2 separate regions of the Canis lupus genome follow, and region 1 is linked to region 2. Evidence: chromatin contacts called from public Hi-C data. All regions are on one chromosome and are shown on one strand. Each heading gives the region's core, a stretch centred on a gene start, on an enhancer-like site or on the middle of the called end of the contact. The rest is flanking DNA. Distances are from core to core; before and after follow the strand shown.

Region 1 (4,178 bases), core at 202-2,701, 550 kb after region 2:
CACAAGAACGGTACTATTCAACTCTATAAAAATTCAGGGAAGGGGAGGGACCAAAGAGAAATGAGAGGTAAAATACAACTAAAGTAGATTTCTAAAATCCATATCCCAAGAACAAAGAAATTTTCAACACGATATATAGTAACTGAACCAAGTCAACCTCACCTACAAAATTTCAAATTCCTTTTTATTTAAAGGGGGAATTTCGTTACTCATTTTAGGGCTGTTTTGCCTATGGATTCATTTAAACAGCCGCTTAAGAACTTAAGTCGTTTACACCGTATTTACCAAAAAATTGGCTTTCACCCTACAATAGGTTCATTCACATCTAAATAAATCCTCAGGCACCCGATGTGCCACTTTGGGGCCATTTTGTTAGCCAGCAGCGACCCCATGCGGCTACAGGAGAAACCGGTGTCCTTCAACCTCGTAGCCCCGGGACCTTGAACTACTTTCTGCCGTTTCAATCTTCAAGAGGTCAACTCTGCCTGTGGAGAGAGGCCTTCGGACTGAGGCCTGTTTACGTTCGCGAGAGGCACTGCTGTAAGAGGGATGCCGGAGTCCCGGGGAGGGCAGACCTACGGAAGCATGGAAGAGACCTGGGACCCGAAGGAACGCTGAAATACTAGAGCCCGGGGCAGTCGTTTGCGAGTCCATGAAGCGCCCAGCGATTCCCATCAGGGATCACCGGGGGTCTCTAAAAACCCTCAAGTTCCACCTGCAAACTCAAACGACAAGGATGGCTGCGAACGCACTGGGCCCCAGACCCCGTCCGACTCAAGTAAGGCCGCCTGGGTCACTGCTCCCCGCGGGCCGAGCGGGAGGCCGGAGCCGTGAGCAGACGCCCGGCGGGGGCAGCGGAGGCGGGCGGGGCCGAGGGCGAACCCCGGGCCCGAGGCCCCTCCCCTCCGCCCGGCCGCACCCCTGGCGCCCTGGAGCGGCGGCGGGCGGGCGCGCGGGACCTACAGGCGGGGGCGTCCTCCACGCCGCTCGCGCCGTCCCGGGTCGGGGCGGAGGTCTCGGGCCTGCAGGACCTGCACTCGGCGTCGCCCGGGTCCGTCAGGGGCATTCTGTCCTCGACGTCCGGCATGTTGCGGATGGAATCTGGACTGGGGAGAAAGGACGCGCCGTGGGCGTCGGGGAAGGGGGCTCTCCACCTGCCGCCGCGGGTGCGGAGCCCCGCCCGGCGCGCCCGGCCTGGCCACGCGGCGGGAGCAGGCGGGCGGCTCCGGGGCCGCTCGGGGGCCAGCGGGACAGGGGAGCCGGGCGGCGGGGTGCGGGGGCCCGAGGGGCGGCGCGGGGGGCGGCCCTCCTGGCCCGGGACCCCCGGCTCGAGCCCGCTGCGGCTCCGGCGGCAGGGGGAGCCCTCGGCGCTCCGGCCCCGCGCCGCTCACCTCCTCCCGGGCCACCGGCCGCCGGCTCTGGGTAGGCGTGGCGGCTGCGCGGCCTGGAGGCCCGGACCGTACCACCCGCGGCGCGGCGGCGGGGGGCGGGCGGCCGCGAGGGGCCGCGAGGGGCCGCGCGGCGACGCGGAGGCCCCGGGCCGACCCCGCGCGCACCCCCGCCGCCGCGCCGGGCCGCCGGGTGGCACAGTCGGGGCTTGGGGAACAAAGCGCCGCCCGTCTCCCGGGCAACCGGCGGGGTCACGTGGCCGCCCCGCGCTCCGCCGCGCGCCCGGGGGCTGGGACCCGGGCGGCCGGGCTCAGGCTGGGTGTCGCGTAGCCCCTGAGGCCCGGGGTGCCGTGGGCTCCGCGGCCGGGCCCTGCCTGGTATCTCGGGGCCGCCGCGAGAAAGATCACCTGCAACCACTCAGGGAGGGGAGAGGCCGCGGCTCAGCTAACCCGAGAAACGAGCGCACCCGGGAGGGTCGTTTCTTTCCAGCAAGGCCCCGCTACCTGGCGCTCGGCAGGCGCGGAAACCCAGCCCCGGCCGGTCCCGGTTGGTGGCGGCGGGGCGGCAGCGTGGGCTCGTCCACTGGACTCCTGGGCTGGGCTCACCTGGACCTGCAGGCTGGCCCCCCGGACTCCGGGCTCCGTCCCGGGCCTGTCTCGGTCCCGAGTCGGCTGTTGCCCCTGGAGTGACTTAGGACCCCTGTCCCCTCCAACGATCACTGTACTTCGGGGGGTGGGGGACGAAAAGAAGTGTCCGCTGTACTCTCCTATCCCTTTTTATTAACGGACTTGATTTCTTACAACAAAAGCTTGCTTTAAAAAAATAAAATAGGGCAGCCCCGGTGCCTTAGCGGTTTAGCCCCGCCTTCAGCCTGGGCCATGATCCTGGAGACCAAATCGAGTCCCACGTCGGGCTCCCTGCATGGAGCCTGCTTCTCCCTCTGCCTGTGTCTCTGCCTCTCTGTGTGTATGTGTCTCTAATAAAAAAATAAAATCTTTTAAAAAAATGAATAAAATAGAGCGACTGAGTGGCTCAGTGATTAAACATTCTGCCTTCAGCCCAGGGCGTAATCCCAGAGTCCCAGGATCGAGTCCCGAGTCGGGCTCCTTGCATGAAGCCTGCTTCTCCCTCTGCCTGTGTCTCTGCCTCTCTGTGTGTCTCTCATGAATAAATAAGCTAAAACATAAGATGAAATCATTGCCTGTATCAAGTTCTTATTATAACCTTTGCCTTGTTAGTGTGCAATGTGGATTTTTCTTGCACAACATACGCGTTTTGAGGGAGAGGATCATGAAGAGGCCCAAGAACACTTTTTTTCCTTCCTGCCTGCCTGCCTGCCTTCCTCTCTATGCCTAACATGAGGTCTGAACTCATAACCCCAGAGATCAAGAGTTGCGTGCTCTACTAACTGAACCAGCCGCGGGTCCCTGAACACACATTTCTGCATAAGAAAGTCCGCTCTAGGATCCCTGGGTGGCTCAGCAGTTTAGCGCCTGCCTTCAGCTCAGGTTGTGATCCTGGAGTCCTGGGATCGAGTCCTGCTTCTGGCTCCCTGCACGGAGCCTGCTTCTCCCTCTGCCTGGGTCTCTGCCTCTCTCTGTGTCTTATGAATAAATAAATAAAATATTTTTTTTTAAAAGTCCACTCTGAGGTCAAAGAAGATATGAGGGGAACGGCCTAGTAAATTACCGTTCAGCTGAAGGGTTCTTAATCCTGTACATGTTAAACCTGCCCCTTACCCCCTCCTCAACCTTTCCTGGTATTTCCCGCAGAGATGTTAACTGTGAAGCAAGCAGGCAGGTCTTCACCGCAAACTCAGAAGGGAGGGGAATTGTCTGAGTTCACCAAAGAATTCAATGAAAATATGATTTTTCATTATTACATAGGAGTTATTTTGGCTGGGTCTCCTCAAAACAAAACAAAACAAAACAAAACAAAAAACAGATCTCTGTTTGGGCGTTTTATTCTGGGAGAAAGTTTCCAGAATAACACCAGTTCATTTGCCCACAAAAATGGCATTGCCATAAAGCTTTTCTTGCTGATGTCTGAAATTACCTCCAGCAGTTCATTGATATACATTACACAGCCTCCTTAAGTGCCCTCTTAATACCCGAATGCTCTGGAAGGGGCAGTGGGAAGAAAAGCAGTGTGGGAGCATGTGGGGGTGGGTGGGGGTAGGGACTGAAGCCAGAAAGGGAGTAAAGGATGGGGGTAGGAGAGAAAGCCAGAGCTAGAGTTTTCCCAGGGTCAACCTGGGGACAGCAGTTCATGGTCTTTATCACTAATAGTTATCAGAACCAACTAGGCAAAGTTAAAAGTTGAGGGGAATAGAAAGATGATGTGAGAGATATGCCCTCCTTCTCTTTGGGGTCTTAGTTAATAATAACTGATTTTTGTTTAATGATTTACAAAACACTCTTACATTGCAAATCCATATGCTCTGCACACAATCCTACCCAGTTGGGTGGGCAAGGTGGGTGTTACTTTGCACCTTGTAATAGATGAGCAAACTGGCAACCAGAGAGATTTCAGGAAGTAACCAAAAGTCACATGGCAAGCAAGGTCTTGACTCTCAATTACATGTTTTTTTTCTTAATTCACCCTACCTCCCTGACTCTAGCTGAGAAGCTGTATAAACAAGAAAATATAACTAACGTGAAATGGTATGTTCAGGACCAGAGCTGGGGGTACAGACGTGAAATAATCGCAGAGGTCAGAGAAAGGGTGAGAGATCTTCTAGATGTTTGGAGCAGTTCGAACCCAGCCTGTAGCCAGGATACTAAGCAAGA
Region 2 (4,291 bases), core at 746-3,245:
ATGTAGGGGAGGGGCAAGTATTGTAGTCTAGCCATAGACTTAAACAGAGTGTGCTTAAACAGCTCATGGGGAATTAACCTCTTCACACTGAGAAAATTCTTTTCTTTTTTTTTAAGATTTTATTTATTTATTCACGAGACACACACACACACACACACAGAGAGAGAGAGAGAGAGGCAGAGACACAGGCAGAGGGAGAAGCAGGCTCCATGAGGGAGCCTGACATGGGACTCGATCCCAGGTCCAGGATCATGCCCTGGGCTGAAGTTAGAGCCACCTGGGCTGCCCACACATTGAGAAAATTCTAACGAGAATTTTGCAGCGCCATGGAGACCCAAAGGGGAGAGATGTGGGGGTATGTATAGTTAATGATAATAATATATATGATTTATTACATACCTATTATGTTTCAGGCACTAGGCTAGGTGCCTTAAACCCTTTGTCTAATTCCAAAAACTCTGTGAAGCAAGTGTCATTATCATGATGATAAAAACAACAAAATTCTCTGAGTACTTAAGTGCTAAGCAATTCATCTTTATTGTCTTGTGTAACATTCACATGACCTGTGGGACAGGTGCTGTGGTTGTCTCTTTTTCCAAATGAGGGAATTGAGGCATAGATCACTGTAGTAAGTTGTCACACAGCTATTAAGGAGGCTGAACCTCAGAGGGATTCAACAATATGTCCTTTTTTACCCAGCAAACAAACAACTGAGTGAAGTCTGTTTTCTCCTCCACAAGCTCAACACATTTCCTCCTGGCAATGGGAAATTCCAGGTTGACAGAAGGCGACTGGGGTGGCAAAGTGAGATTTCATCAGCTCCAGACATGAGCACATCCCTTACATGGAGGGGGTCCAGCCTGCTCTGGGACCCCAGCCCAGCCACCTGCCAAATGTCTCCTGGCTTTGCTGACCTGTCTCAGTAGTCCTTCATTGCCTCTCGCCCCATCTGGTTCAGCAGAATCCCAGCACACCCATTAGAAGGCTGCCTCCTCCAGGAAGCCTTTCTGGATGGCCCTAAACCAGAGCCCTTTGACCTTCTCTGGGACATTGTCCGCTGGCTTTGGCTGTCCCCGTCATCCTTGGTGTAGGTACTGTCGTCTGGCCTCCCTAACTAGGTGTTGAGTTCCTCTAGGCTCTAACACCTACCATGCACCCAGTGCTCAGAGAATTCCAATTGAATGAATAAACTCTGCTCTTCAGCCTTCCCCTGGATCACTGGGGTCATGAATTTTGGTGCTATGGTGAGGATGGGTGGGAGGGGGATAACAGGAAATATGTGTGACCAGCCCAGGTGTACAACAGAGAGTGGTGAGGTCTGTGGCAAAGGAGAGTTTGGATGCCTAGTGAGGGGCTTACAGTCAAATTCAGCCACCCCTACTCCCCACAAACGTCCCAGATCCAATCGCCCTGTGAACACTCTATCTTTCCCTTTCACTGGCTCTATTTTTCTACTTTGTGCCTACCATCTTAAAATATCTCTATCCTATTTATTATATTCAACATTTGTTTTCCCTGACAAATGCGAACTACCTAAGGGCAGAGATTTGCTGTTGTTTCTTTTGTTGGGGGGAGGGGGAGGGTGCTGTTTTGTGTCGAATAAATCATCAGCCCCTTGCACGTACCTGCAGCGGAGAGAGCTGCCCGAGTCCCCCCTGCAGGCTCCAGGCTCCCGGACACACTCGGGGTTCAAGTCAAGAAGAGCGATGGGCCTTCGGGGTCACCGCAAGCCTCCCAGGGAACCCCAAGGAGCCGGCCTGGAGTCTGTCTCCATGACAGCAGGTGCGGCAGACACTAAGGCACGAGGGTTAGTGGCTGCCCCTTGAGGGTCAGTGGGGCACCTCCGGGAGAGCGGCTATTGGTGGGGGAGGACGGGGGTGGGTGGGAGAGGAGGGGCCGTCACTCAGGGCGCGCGCACCCCGTACACGCACCCTCTCGTCCCAGAAGACGCAGGGTAGGGGAGGCCAGCAACCGACAGACGGACGGTCAGACAGGGCCAGGGGAATGTCCCAGAAGGTGTGGAAGGGCAACGAGGGGAGGGGAGAGTGCCCCCGCGGGCGCGCTCGCAGGAGGGCTGCGGGGAGGAGGCACGGGGGTGCTCCCGGCACCCGCCCGGCCGCCGCAGAGCACCCCAGGGGCGGCCCCGCCGCAGAGCACCCCAGGGGCGGCCCCGCCGCAGAGCACCGCAGGGGGCGGCCGGGACCCGGGGAGCCGCCCCCCGCCCGGGTGCCGCTAAGCCGGGCGCTGCCTCCTCAGCGGGCACCGCGCCGCCCTGCGCCGAGCCGCCATTGGCTCGCTCGAAATGCCTCTCTAATCCGCGCGGCGCTGCACGCCCCCGCTCTGACCTTCCTCCTCCCCGCAGCCCGCGCTCCGGGGAGACGCGGCGGCGGCGCAGCTTCCTCTTCCCCCGGGCAGTCGTCCGGGCTTGAGGCCGCCGCGGACGCGCAGCTCCGCCCTGCGGCGCGCGGAGGGTGCCAGGCGCTGCTGCCCGCAGGTAGGGGTCGGGCCCCGGGGGCGGGGGCGGGGGCGGGGGCGGGGGCGTCACCCGGGCGGTGCCGGGAGGCCCCTGCGCCGGGCCCCGCGGGCAGGCAGCTGGCGGCGGAGGCCTTACCCGGGAAGCGCCGGGCAGCGGGGCCTTGGGAGCGGGCACCCGGGCCCGGGGATCCCGAGGCTCCGGCCGGGCCGGGCTGCTCCCGCGGGGTGGGCTCGTGCCCGCTGGGTGCGGCGGCTGTTCATGGACCAGAGTGGGCTGAGAGAAGCGCAGCAGCCGAGGCGCCCTGTGCTCCGTGCGTCCGCCCCTTCCCGCGTAGCTGGCGGGGGAGGGGATGCTACACAGCCTGCAAAGACGCCGAAGCCGAAGCCGGGGTCTTCCCGGCGCTCTTCCCGACGCTCTTCCCCATCCCCCAGGCCACTTGCTGCCCGTCGGAACTACCTCTCCGTCTTCTTTTTGCCTTAGGAGGGCGTGAATGTATTAAAAGGTCATCAGGGTGTGAGGGCCGCAGTGGCAGACCCCGGAGCTTGGCCAGACCCGGCCTCAAGCCCCACCCACCCCCGCCCCCACAGCCCAGCTCTGCACCCCACGTGCAGTGACACATGTGGCCGCTTTTCTCCGGGCATAACCATAAATAACCCACATTGCCCTGGCTGTGGCACAGCCGAGGTGCAAACAGAATTGTCTGTCCATGACTTTGGAGGTTCTGGCCCTTACCCACCTGACCTTCCCATCACATGCAAATCACCGCTCACAGCCTCCCGCCCGCCCGCCCCCCCCCCCCCCCCCCCCCCCCCCCCCCAGGATGCTTCCTGATGCTCCGGTGAAATCCCTGCCTGCCTCCTGCCCTGCATTCTCCCACCTAGTCGCCTTGTGGTTTAGTTATTTATGGCGCGTCTGTCACCCTCTAGACCAGAAGTGCCTTCGGGATAGGAATCTGTTTGATTCATTTCTGTCATTGACTGTGCGCCTGGCCAGGGTCTGGCACCAAGTAAATGTTTGTGGAATGAGTGAATGAATGGGTTTGAAGTATGGGAGATAGCTGGCAACCTGCAGATGGGGAGTGAGTCTCCTCTTGAGCTTTCTTTCCATCCCCCGGAAGGAGAGCCACCAAAGTCAGACAGTTCCCTTTTGGCCCTTCTTGGTCTTGCAGCTGATGGCTACTATGGCATTTGGAGATAAATGTCACAGTCCCAGTGGCTCTAAGAGGGTCTTTTTGGGCTCCTGGTTTGAGTGCCCTGGTCTAAGCCAAACTTGGGGAAGGCCCCAGTGAAGGTCTGGCTTAACCTCATGCCCTTGAGTGGGCACTTTCCTCTTGGGTGCTCAGCTCAGATCATGGGAAAGTCCTGGTCAGCATCAGGGAGTCTGGGAAGGCCCCAGCCAGGCCATCCTCAGCTTCCAGGGTCCTCATAGAGAGCTCAGAGCAAATCTCATGACTCCATGTGTGGAGGAGGAACCCAGGCCAGAAGAAGAAGAAGCCAAAGGTCCAGGGGTCTGCGACAGATGTGGACCTTCAGCACCTTGTTGCTCCTTTGACAGCCATGCTGATAAGACATCTGCAATTTGTTCTTGTCCTGGCCTTACAGAGGGGGAGACTGAGGCCCAGGGAAGCTTAGCAGCAAGCCAGGGGTGGCACTTAATTCCTGCCTCCAAGTCCAGTGCTTTCTCCATGGGGCCCCAGGGAGCTAGGGTGAGGCCCCGATGCCAGGTCAGAGTGTGATCGTTGTAGAACCAGAAGTTCCCAGTCTTTGGCTCTGTCTTGACCTCTAGTAATGGAAAGAGTAAGAGAATATGGAAGGG

Evidence for each region. A called contact is a pair of places that touch in the nucleus more often than the background predicts.
Region 1: a Hi-C map of blood shows a contact between it and region 2, with 3 times the contacts expected there. The contact joins the promoter of TCP11 here to the promoter of PACSIN1 in region 2. A contact is called at or near these places in 3 of 9 Hi-C or Micro-C datasets (amygdala and blood).

Annotation. Positions count from the first base shown.
Region 1 is chr12:4,482,257-4,486,434 of UU_Cfam_GSD_1.0, forward strand. It overlaps TCP11 (T-complex protein 11 homolog), which reads right to left and starts at 1,452. Exons shown (of 9, transcript XM_038553831.1): 1 at 1,392-1,452.
Region 2 is chr12:3,930,868-3,935,158 of UU_Cfam_GSD_1.0, forward strand. PACSIN1 (protein kinase C and casein kinase substrate in neurons protein 1) reads left to right here and starts at 1,996. Exons shown (of 10, transcript XM_038553792.1): 1 at 1,996-2,016.